Linked DNA regions of Oryza sativa: regions 2 and 3 are each linked to region 1. A link is a contact called in public HiCAR-type data. All regions are on one chromosome and are shown on one strand. Each heading gives the region's core, a stretch centred on a gene start, on an enhancer-like site or on the middle of the called end of the contact. The rest is flanking DNA. Distances are from core to core; before and after follow the strand shown.

What was found. HiCAR-type assays count read pairs that join an accessible place to other places.
Region 2: a contact with region 1 is called in a HiCAR-type map of leaf, with 2.7 times the contacts expected there. The contact joins the promoter of LOC4352664 here to the promoter of LOC4352654 in region 1. A contact is called at or near these places in 1 of 15 Hi-C or Micro-C datasets (leaf) and 1 of 4 datasets of contacts at active chromatin or transcription factors (leaf).
Region 3: a contact with region 1 is called in a HiCAR-type map of leaf, with 3 times the contacts expected there. The contact joins the promoter of LOC4352659 here to the promoter of LOC4352654 in region 1. A contact is called at or near these places in 1 of 15 Hi-C or Micro-C datasets (leaf) and 2 of 4 datasets of contacts at active chromatin or transcription factors (both in leaf).

What each region holds. Positions count from the first base shown.
Region 1 is chr12:24,955,794-24,959,511 of ASM3414082v1, forward strand. It overlaps LOC4352654 (nucleobase-ascorbate transporter 3), which reads left to right and starts at 1,835. Exons shown (of 15, transcript XM_015764705.3): 1 at 1,835-2,039; 2 at 2,762-2,936.
Region 2 is chr12:25,195,024-25,198,741 of ASM3414082v1, forward strand. It overlaps LOC4352664 (calcium-transporting ATPase 10, plasma membrane-type-like), which reads left to right and starts at 1,657. Exons shown (of 7, transcript NM_001423600.1): 1 at 1,657-2,129; 2 at 2,823-2,877; 3 at 3,000-3,718. The coding sequence starts at 1,953.
Region 3 is chr12:25,164,653-25,168,370 of ASM3414082v1, forward strand. LOC4352659 (putative disease resistance protein At5g47280) reads left to right here and starts at 1,680. Exons shown (of 4, transcript XM_015764352.3): 1 at 1,680-2,795; 2 at 3,599-3,718. The coding sequence starts at 2,012.

The sequences.
Region 1 (3,718 bases), core at 585-3,084:
TTGCCCGGAATCCGATATGCACAGTTTCATATCACTCCCCAGTAGTACCAGGTCGGTGCCGACTTTGCCATCCTGCAAATTGTATCAGTATTTTATCATTAAAATTTAGCACTACTAATTTGTTAGTAGTATATGCTTTTCTGCATATTAATAATTGTTCAGTTGCCACAGAAAAAGAACATTTTCTGAGGCAGAAAATGCACTATTTCAGAATTGAATCATGCTTAGAAGGAACATGCCATGGTCTGTCTGCTGTGCTAGCAGCTGTACCTTTTGCCTCTTCATCTGCTTCATTCCATAGCACATAGGCCAAATTTTCACAACTCATGTGATCTGTCCACCACAAGGTTAGGTCTCCCTAATCATTAACCAAAGTGTGACATTAATTATTAAAGAAGGCAGTTCATAATCAAAGTGATTTGTGAGCAAATGTAGTGCCAGGATCATGGGATCCTGACAAACACAGTTTTTTTTTTCATCAGTCTATAACGGTGTCATTATTTTTTTGTGTGTCAATCAAGCAAAAACCTTTTCTCTGAACAGTAAAGTATGCAGCAAGTCGTCAACGGAGTATAGTACTAGTAGTAGTGACAGTAGTACTACCTGAAAGCTCATGCTTAAGTTGCCAGGGAAGAATAGTAAACAGCAATCTCCCCATGTGATGATCCTTCTACAACAAAAAAATTCTTTTTTTCTGCATGATGCTATGATGATCTTTGAAAAGATTGGAGTAGTAGTGTCATGCACTACACAGGGATTACATTACAAGTTGAGGGGGTGTTTGGGAGAGAGGGGCTCAAAACCATAAGTCCCCTTAAATCTTTTCAAAGATTATGGTTTTGAGAGAGGGGTTAAAGGGACTTTTGGTTTTGAGAGAGGGGGCTAAAGTTTCGCCCCTCCCTCCCAAACACCCCCTCACATAAAAAGAGCTGATTTATTTTCACCTTTCAAGCAACAAAATCTCTCACACATAAAGTAGTTTACCTTTAGCTACATCACTGTGTTGATACTGGTACCTTTTGTGATCTAGGAGTAAGTAATATAATCATATAGGCTTTGACTGTTCGAGCTACGGTTGATAAGCCGTAGAAAATGAAAAAAACAATAAAAAATAATTTATAAATAAAATTTTTAAATTTGTGTCACTAGCAGTTTAAAATATAATGTTACAAAATATTAAATTTTTTTAAAATTTAAACTCTTGTGTATGATATGTTAATAAACAGACTTTTTAAAGCCTAGGCTTAAGTGATGTTCAATCCAGGTAAACAGAAGGGTTATAAATTTGGTTATTTTTGTAAAAATGCTTTGACAGTTGACACCACTAATCCATTCCAAATTTCCAATACAATGAACACTGATGACTGAGGAGGAACCAGCCAGGAAAGGAGATGGTGCAGAAGAACCCACACCACCATGCTCACAGATGCACAGACACAGGGCTCCTCCCCAGTTTTAATGCTAGGACACTCTCCCCATCCTTGGAATCTGTTGCATTCAATACAGCTCTCAAAAAACTAAAAGAAAAAAGAAAACAAGATTTAATGTTGTCCTAGCTAGATCCATCCAAGGCTCCAAAAACACTGTTTGGCTCCTCCCAGTAGCTGAAGTGAACTGAACTCCTCTCATTTTCAAGAGTGCATTAGTACTCACTCCCCCCCCTCACATGTGTTGTGTTTTGCTTGCTTGTGTGATTAGTGGAGTAATCAAGAAGAAATAGTGGGGAAAGATAAGTGTGTGTGGGTGTGGCAATAAAGGTGAAGTCTTCAAGTTTGCAATCTTCTCCCTTTGCTCCCCACAAGATTACAAATCTTGTGTTTGTCTTGTTGCCACTGCCGCTGGTGATAGACTCTACCATACTAGAGAAAGCCATAGAAAGGAGATAAGAAGAAACCAAGAAAAGGGAGAAACAAAAGTTGAAGAAGACTTTCTGCTGATATTTTTGCACATATATATAATTTTTTCTCCTCCATCTGCACTCTCTGGAAAGAAGAAGAAGAAGAAGCAGAAGAAGCTTGGAGCTTGAGCTTTCTGAATTTGTAAGTTTATTTTGCTCTAATTTTGGGCTACCAATTGGGTTTATATTTCTCTAGTGGTGGTGACTGGTGAGTAATTTTCCCCTTATTTTATTGTGTTGATGTGAGGCCTTGGGGTTTTCTATCTCTTTGCATCGTTTTCGCTTTCATTTGTTTAGAGATTTGTTCTTTGAACAAAGCATGCAGAAATCTCTGAGGACTGAAGTGTTTCTCTCTGCTTGTCACTTTCTCCCCAATTGTGGAATAACTAAGAGGAATCGACATGGGGTCTAGTCTTCCATTCCACAAGATTTGCATCTTCCCCATGAATCTTCCAAGAAAATCTGTATCTCTTACTTCCTTTCTTTTTCTCTAGGTCTTGTCTTGCAAACTAGGATAAAGATACAAGTTAGTAGTACAAGAAACAGTAAAGGTGAAAGTCTTGTGTTCTTTTCCCTGCGATTTCTTCTGAAAAAGGTCGCCATTAAGAAAAAGCTTTGCAATCTTTGGAGTGTTCTTCTCACCCAGTGGTTTCTCTGCTTGTTCTCTTCTGATTAATAACAGTAGTAGCTGCTCATTAAATTGCATCTTTTTTTAATTTATTTAATTTCTGTTGATGTGAAACGCATCCAATCTCTTGCAATCAATGTGAGGCTTTCATTGGCGTATGAGCATAAAAAGGGGGGAAAGAAAGGTGGGAGTCTTTAGGTTTCTACTCCTAAAAATTGTTTCTTTCTTATGTGCAGCAGTCGGTGTAACTAATGGGGGAGATGAACCAGCCGCCGCCGCCGCCGGTGGCCGTGCCGCCGCCGATGGTGATGCAGCCAATCATGCATCCGCCCGTCGGCACCGGCGCCGTCTTCCCGCCGCACGAGCAGTTCCACCATCTCGCCTACTGCGTCCACTCCAACCCTTCCTGGGGTAAGGAAACCCCAACCCCTTCATTCCTCCTCTTTTTTATCTTTCCTTGTGTGTTTTTGTGTTGGTTGGTGAATGGATTGGATATGATGAATATTCCCTTTCATCCCTAAAAATTTGGGAGATTTGATTTTTAGGAGTATCTGCTGGTTGGGGTTTTTTTGACTCAAGATATTTTTTGCCTTTGGAGTGGGGGAGCTTCTGTGTTGTGTTGTTTTTGTATGATTCTTGAATTGGGGGGTGTCCAGAGATATTTGATGTGTGTTTTGATTTGAAGATTTTTTTTTAGCATAACTCCTGTTTCACTCCCCTGCTAATATTTGAAGAGATTATGGTGTCTACTGGTGCACACTATTGATGTTTTCCAGAGAGTTGTAGCTACTATTATTTTTTATAGACTAGTAAAAGGAATTGGTGGTGGTGATGATTTGCTTTACACCCCACTACTTCATCAGATCTTTAGTGAATGGATCTATGTAGACATAGCTATTGTTTGTACTACTACATGCTTATGTATGTAGATGTTGAATTCTTTGTAGTACATACGTATATGCAGTTGCTGGTTGACCTAGTGTGAATATTTTAATTGTGAAGGTAAGTATAACTGTATTTGTGTAACCATGGAACTTTTGACATGTTCATTTGAGATCCCCTGCAATATAGAGGCAAACACACTAGTTCTGTCAAAAGAATCTTAGAAGAGTAGTAGGATGTTCAGGCAAAAACGCTATGAAGTGCTATCTTGATTTTTTTAAATTATCAAATGTACTTCTGGAAATTAAATT
Region 2 (3,718 bases), core at 407-2,906, 240 kb after region 1:
CATTCAAACAATCATTTCTGTAGTTTTTACATGTTTTTCTATCCATAAGATTTGAGTATCAGTGTCTTAAAATTTCTGCCATTTTCTAAACAGTGACAAAAAGGCCTCCTATCATTTTCCTGGACCGAAACATTTCTTTCATCTCTTAACCCAATACCTTTCATGCCTCTCCATCAAGCATCTGTACAAATCTTGTTGACTAACCAAGTCCATTAGCACGGTCACCAAGAACAACACTAAAATTAAACTGTCATTCAAGTATACAATACGGTTAATAAATAATTCAGAGCTGTCAATCAACGAAAGTTTGGCATTTTTCGCATCAATGATTGGTGGCGAGCATCACATGGCCGGCCCGACCGGTCATGTGTCCGAAAACGCGTGAACATGTTTATAATTTAAAAGTGTATTTGTAAATTGTAATCGCAAAAACAAAGACACGATGATTTTTTATAATTATTAGTAAAAAAAAAAGGAGAGACTGACTGACACACACACGACCAAAGACATGGATTGATTGATTTTTTTTAGTGCAAAGCGATCCGGATCTTGAGGTGATGCGCTCTTTCTTAATTGTCGTTCCATGCGTGTTCAGGCTCCCATATTTTTTTTAAAAAAAGATAATAAAAATAATTCCAAAAGTTTGATTTTTCGGCGTGTTTTTTTGGATGTATGCATTTTCTTTTTTGCGATGAAGTTTCCTATCCTTTTCCTTTGTGAAAAAAGTTATGTGTTTTTTTTCCAAAAGGAAAAGGAATAGAATCTCTAGGTTCTTTTTGCCTTTTTCATAATTGGTGGATGGTATCAAGGGAAAAAGTAACCTTTTTTTTATGTGCCTGTTCTAACAGGTTTTATTTTTGAAAGCGACTTTGTGTTGACCGATGAAAATTAGACACACAACACCAAGATTTTTCTTAAACTTTAGCCCTCTTAACTATAAAATTCATGACCAGGAGTCCAGGACCACTTGACCGCTAACTCTTTTTTTTGGTGCAAATCTGATAACCTGTCTTAGCTTAATCTAGACCGGTCTCGGAAATCCAAATATGTCTGTTGATCGCTTCCATTTTTACTCAACCAGCCGCTGCCCGTTGGTGTATTACGATATTCTAAAGAGCCGTAATATTTTTCACAAACGTTGAATGTTAAAAATTCGAAAATTATGTACATCCTCCGCTTAAAGATGACTATGAATAGTTGAACCCACAGAAGGAGGAAAGAAAGAAAAATCTCGAGTTTGTGAGGAAAATGTCCAGGCAGTACTTATCAATGAAGAAACTAAAATCTCGAGTTTCGTCCTTAACGACGTCGTTGACTTTTCACATAACATTATACTAAAAGAACATATAATTTTTTTATTATAAATTATCTTATCAATAAAGAAACTAACTTATATTTTTTAACAGGGATTATCTGTAATACTGCTGGTGCAGTAGCAGAGGCTGACACGTGGGTCCACATATGGGTCCGGACCCATATGTGGACCCATGTGTCAGCCTCTGCTACTGCATCAGTAGTATTGTAAAGGATATGCATCATATATTTATATATATATATACACTAAGCTTTAATTAAAATAAAATAATCAAACGTTACGTGAAAATTTAACGATATCATGGATGAGGACAGAATAGTATTTTTCATAATAACACAAGTGGTCTCAAAGACTGGTGCAGTAGAGAGAAGAGAATAGTGTGGTCAGTAGAGAGGAGGAAAAGCCTCTTGTCGTCTCTTTGACCCAACGACCCCGCCATTGCTCACCTCCACCTCCACCTCACCTCCTCCTCCTCCTCATCCCCTCGCCGGAGCGGCCACGCCGCCGGGAGGGAGGGAGCTCGCCGCAGCCGCAGCCGCAGCCGCAACCAGCCAGCTACTGCGTGCTGCAACCTGGGATTTTCTTTTTTCTTTTTTTTCTTGTGGATTTGATCTGAAGTGGAGGTGGGAGGAGGAGGATGGAGAGCTACCTGGAGGAGAATTTCGGCGGGGTGAAGGCGAAGAACTCGTCGGAGGAGGCGCTCCGGCGGTGGCGCAAGCTCTGCGGCGTCGTCAAGAACCCCAAGCGCCGCTTCCGCTTCACCGCCAACCTCGACAAGCGCGGCGAGGCCCAGGCCATCAAGCACGCCAACCACGTACTCCCTCCTCCTCCTCCTCCTCCTCCTCTTCCACTCCCGCTCGCTCGCTCGCTCTGGGATCTGGGACCTCGCCGCCGAGGTTGCTAGGGTTTTTCTTATCCATCCTGCAGAGCGATCTGGAGTTGGGGGCAGTTGGTGTGTGTGTGTGTGTGTGTGATGTGATCTCATCTCCACCAACTACTAGTGTTTGTAGCTGCACACTGTGTGCGTAGGAGGAGGATCTTGAGCTTAGCAAGTAGTAGCAAATTAGTAGCAATTTTGTGGATATGGATGCGGCTGTTGCAGCGAGAAATTGCGGAGTCTGATAGTGATGGCTGTTGCTGAGCTATAGGAGGGGATCCTTGTTGCTTCATCGCTTTCGACATGTATTGCGGTGGTGTTGATTTTAGTATACTCGCTATGGTTTGGGAATTAGGAAACCCGGTTCGCAAGATCGGAGCATCTGCATGTAGGCGCTTTTCTTGTGAACATTGTGTAGCAAGCCCGTCGATCAGAGCCTACTATCCTTTCCTTAATTGACTCCAGAGTGCAGCTATGTAGTAGCTTCGCACTCACGAATGGATTTTCGAGAAGTTATAGTTGGAAGGTTTTCGGTGCTCACGCTGCTGCATTCCTAGAGCGTGCTAAGCTTATTTTTCGCACTTAATTCTAAGAGGTTACTGAATTTCGTACTGTGGATGGTTTTAACAGGAGAAACTGCGGGTTGCGGTGCTGGTATCGAAAGCTGCACTACAGTTTATACAGGGTAATCATGTAATGATTGGATGCTGTTTCATAATGTAGAACGTGCCTTGTTTTGGTATTTTCTTATATTTCTGACCATTTTTAGTACCTAATAAACATGCCATCAAAAATACAAATACTCAGGTCTTTCACTTCGAAGTGAGTATGTTGTTCCTGAAGAAGTCAAGGCTGCAGGGTTTCAGATTTGCGCTGATGAACTGGGCTCTATTGTTGAGGGTCATGATAGTAAAAAGTTGATCACCCACGGTGGAGTTACTGGAATAGCAGACAAGCTTGCGACATCACCAGCGGATGGGTTAAGTACAGCTGAGGAAAGCATTAAGCGCAGGCAAGATGTATATGGACTAAACAAATTCACAGAAAGCGAGGTCCGGAGTTTTTGGGTGTTTGTATGGGAAGCACTTCAAGATACAACTCTTATAATTCTTGCTGTCTGTGCCTTTGTATCGTTGGTTGTTGGCATTGCCATGGAAGGATGGCCAAAAGGTGCTCATGATGGTCTGGGAATTGTTGCAAGTATCCTCTTGGTCGTGTTTGTTACCGCAACAAGTGACTATCGGCAATCCTTACAGTTCAAGGACTTGGACAAGGAGAAAAAGAAAATACAAGTGCAAGTCACAAGGAATGGTTTTAGACAAAGGCTATCAATATATGATCTTCTTCCTGGAGATGTTGTCCATTTAGCAATTGGTGATCAGGTTCCTGCTGATGGGCTATTCATTTCTGGGTTTTCTCTACTGATTAATGAGTCCAGTCTCACTGGCGAGAGTGAACCTGTTGTTGTAAATGAAGATAATCCTTTTCTTTTGTCGGGGACCAAAGTTCAAGATGGTTCCTGCAAG
Region 3 (3,718 bases), core at 430-2,929, 210 kb after region 1:
AATTTTTTGCATTCGGATCATACGGACGAGGATGCACATCATCTTCCAAGCAAGGTGCGTGACAAACTATCTTCAGTAACATGCATCTTAATTTCAACTCAACGGATGTGGTTTCGGCTCCCCTTCTAGGATGTACTTTCTCCGTCCCAAAATAAATCAACCTCATACGGGATGTGGCACATACTAGTACGATGAATCTGGATACAACACAAAGATATCCGGATTCATCATACTAGAATGTGTTACATCATATACGAGATTGGTTTATTTTGAGACGAAGGGAGTAGACTATAGTGCCAATCATGATCATCATTACCCCACCCAACCACACACACATAAAATACCACCATAGACAAAGTCACCGTAACGGCACCACCAATTCAACACTTAGTTATGTTAACATGCTCGTACGTGAAATTCTGCAAGCGATGTGTGGTGGAATGCCATCGAAGGCGACGTCCTCATTGCCTAGCTAGGTTCCTTGTATTATTATTGGGAATCCATTTTTTTCTCCACCATTGTGGTGCCTTTGACGCATCTCCTCCTTCACCCTAAGCATATATATCTAGTACTCACGTACTACTTCCACCACTGCACCCGTGCTAACCTATAAGTCTGCATTCATCTGACCTACTACAAATTCTCTAGAAGGAATCCAACTCCTATCTAAAATTAACCGTGTCGTTGTAAGGTTTTTGGGTCCGGTTTCCTTTATAAACTGAATCAATTCTTTTATTTTATAGTGCATTGCAAGAGCTCTATTCCTGTTCCCTCGGAGAAAAGAATACCATTTTTTTTAGAATACCATTTGTCCACCTTCAATTGTTGGGTGCAAGATACTCTTCCGGTTATCCTCCTAGCATCACCCTGAGCGAAACCTCACATGCCAATGGTGAATAAATGACTTCGCTAATCGCTAACAAATACATACTGATGCCCTGTTATACGTTATGCATAAATAGATTTAGGGCTTCATCTTTTTGCTTATGCTTATATTTATTAGCCAAAATTTGAATTTTCAATCTTAAATTTAGAGTTGATTTTGAGGTTTTTTTTCATTGTAGTTTATTTTTCAGCCTTTGTTTTTTGATTGTTAAGAACACGTATGTAAAAGTTTTATTCACGAATTATTTTTCATTTGTAAATATGTCGTTTGGTAGAGCTATTAAACTGTAATGGCGTGTTCTAAGAGATTAATAGAGTTGGTATGGATTATTTGGGCCGCACTTCTAAAATACGTTTTTTAAAAGTTATTTGTTCGCTTTTTATAATATTTAGTTCATCGTTATGAACTGATATTTTTTTCTCTATATCCATAATCTATCAAAATCATCATCACCATGCCCATAAGTTACATGTTGAACCATTCTAATGCATACTGCTAATACCCCTAACACCCATTGCTTTGCTCCTTGACTCAAAGCCAAGATCAAAGATGCTCTCAGATCATAGTCTTTAGGTCAGCTATCAGCTCCTCTACTTAAACCTTGAACAGTGTTTGTCCCACTAATACAGTAGTAGTAATTCAATGTGCAGTGTACTAATACTAGTGGTAGACTGACTGAGCAGTGGGCCCCACACGGTAACTGGCAGTGTCAGTGACCCGTAGCCGCGGCGGTTGACCCCTCCAACCCTCTCTCATCTCCTCCTATATTTATTCTTCTTTTCCACTCTTCTCCAACTCCTCCTCCTCAATTCCATGGCGATGGCCACCACCCACCACTTACCCGGCTGAGCCAAGCCACCCCCAAGAACACGAGGGAGAGGGATACAAACAATTTCAAAGAGATTCAGTTGATCTCATCATCCAAGATTCAAGAAGACGAGACAGGCAAAGAAGAGGAAGAATTCTGTTCAATTGCAATTGATTTCATCATCCAAGATCCAAGAAGACGAGGCAGAGAATAGAAAGAATTCTGTTCGATTGCAATTGATTTCATCATCCCAAGATCCAAGAAGAAGAAGAGGCAGGGAAAGAATTGTGTTGGATTGATTTTGAAGAAGTGGAGGCATGGAGAGGCTGTTCGAGGAGCTGGCGGGGGAGGCGGTGAAGGAGCTGCTGCGGGCGGTGAGGGGGACGTTCTTCTGCAGGTCGACGGCGGAGCGGCTGCGCCGGAACGTGGAGCCGCTGCTGCCGCTGGTGCAGCCGCAGGCGGCGCAGGGGGGAGGAGGGTGGGGGCACGGGCGGAGCGCCGGCGAGCTGGCGGAGCTGGCGGCGCAGCTGAGGGAGGCGCTGGAGCTGGCGCGGCGCGCCGCGTCGGCGCCGCGGTGGAACGTGTACCGCACCGCCCAGCTGGCCCGCCGGATGGAGGCCGCCGACACCGCCATCGCGCGCTGGCTCTCCCGCCACGCCCCCGCCCACGTGCTCGACGGCGTCCGCCGCCTCCGCGACGAGGCCGACGCCCGCATCGGCCGCCTCGAGCGCCGCGTCGAGGAGGTCGCCGCCGCGCAGCAGCAGCAGCAGGCCGCGGCCACCGCCCTTCCACCCCCCGCCATCTCCCTCCCCTTCGCTCTCCCCCCACCACCTCCGCCGCCCAAGGCCATGGCGATGATGGCCATGGATACGCCACCGACCAAGGGCATGGCGGTGGGGATGGAGGTGGAGCTCCCGTTCCCGGACGACGAGGAGGACGAGAGCATGGTCGGCGGCGGCGTGAGGGTGGGCAAAGAGAAGGTGAAGGAGATGGTGATGAGCGGCGGCGGCGGCGGGTGGGAGGCCGTCGGAATCTGCGGCATGGGCGGCAGCGGCAAGACCACGCTCGCCATGGAAATCTTCAAGGATCACAAAATCCGAGGTAACCAACAAATCATCATCAAATTTTGCGTGTTTTTTGCAAAAATTATTCGATTCGATTCGATTCCTCGTGTGAAAAAAAGGAAAAGAGAAGGGTTTCACATCTTTTTCCTTCAATTATTGTGGCGGCTTAGGGTGTAAAACCTGCAAAATTATTGTGTGCTTTTTGTGCGCAATTAGGTAAAGTTGAGGTTGATGCTTCCGTCTTGTTCTTCACTACTGCTACCTGCTTGGTCAAAATTGGCGCTTTGACCAAGCTTAAGTGTGATGTGTACGATCCTAATGGGATTAGATTGCTGGTGGAGCACACAATTACGCCACACGGCCTAACTTTTTTGGAGATGCTGTGAAAAATTATTTTTGGTCCAAATTGAGTAGTAACTCGTTTTCTGTTCATGGCCTTTTGCCTTGAAATCATGGCATGGTATGTTCTTGCTTAGATTCAGATTGAAATTATGAGATTTGCCTAGTGTTCATTGGCATGGTTTAATACAAACCCCGGTATGATCATCTGTAAGTGCAAAGGGAGTTATAATTAGTATGTTGGTGAACTCATTCGGCTCAACGTAGCAACTTGTGTTCATGGTGCCAATTTTAATCAACATAACATTAGAACTTTCTTCGAATTTATTCGCCTTTTTCCTAATTGATCTGAGCAACCCCTTGGATTTTGCGTTAATTGTTTGCCATCAAGATCTGTTCACAAAAGACAGTTGTATTTGATCCTTTGCTGGTTTCTCTGGAAAGGTTTGCATGCTTTATTGTTTTTCATGGTGCTAACATATTTCGTTCTTGTTTCTGTAGGCTACTTCAGCGATAGAGTCTTCTTTGAGACGATCTCGCAGTCCGCAAATCTGGACACTATCAAGATGAAGCTATGGGAGCAGATCAGTGGAAACCTTGTGCTCGGTGCGTACAACCAGA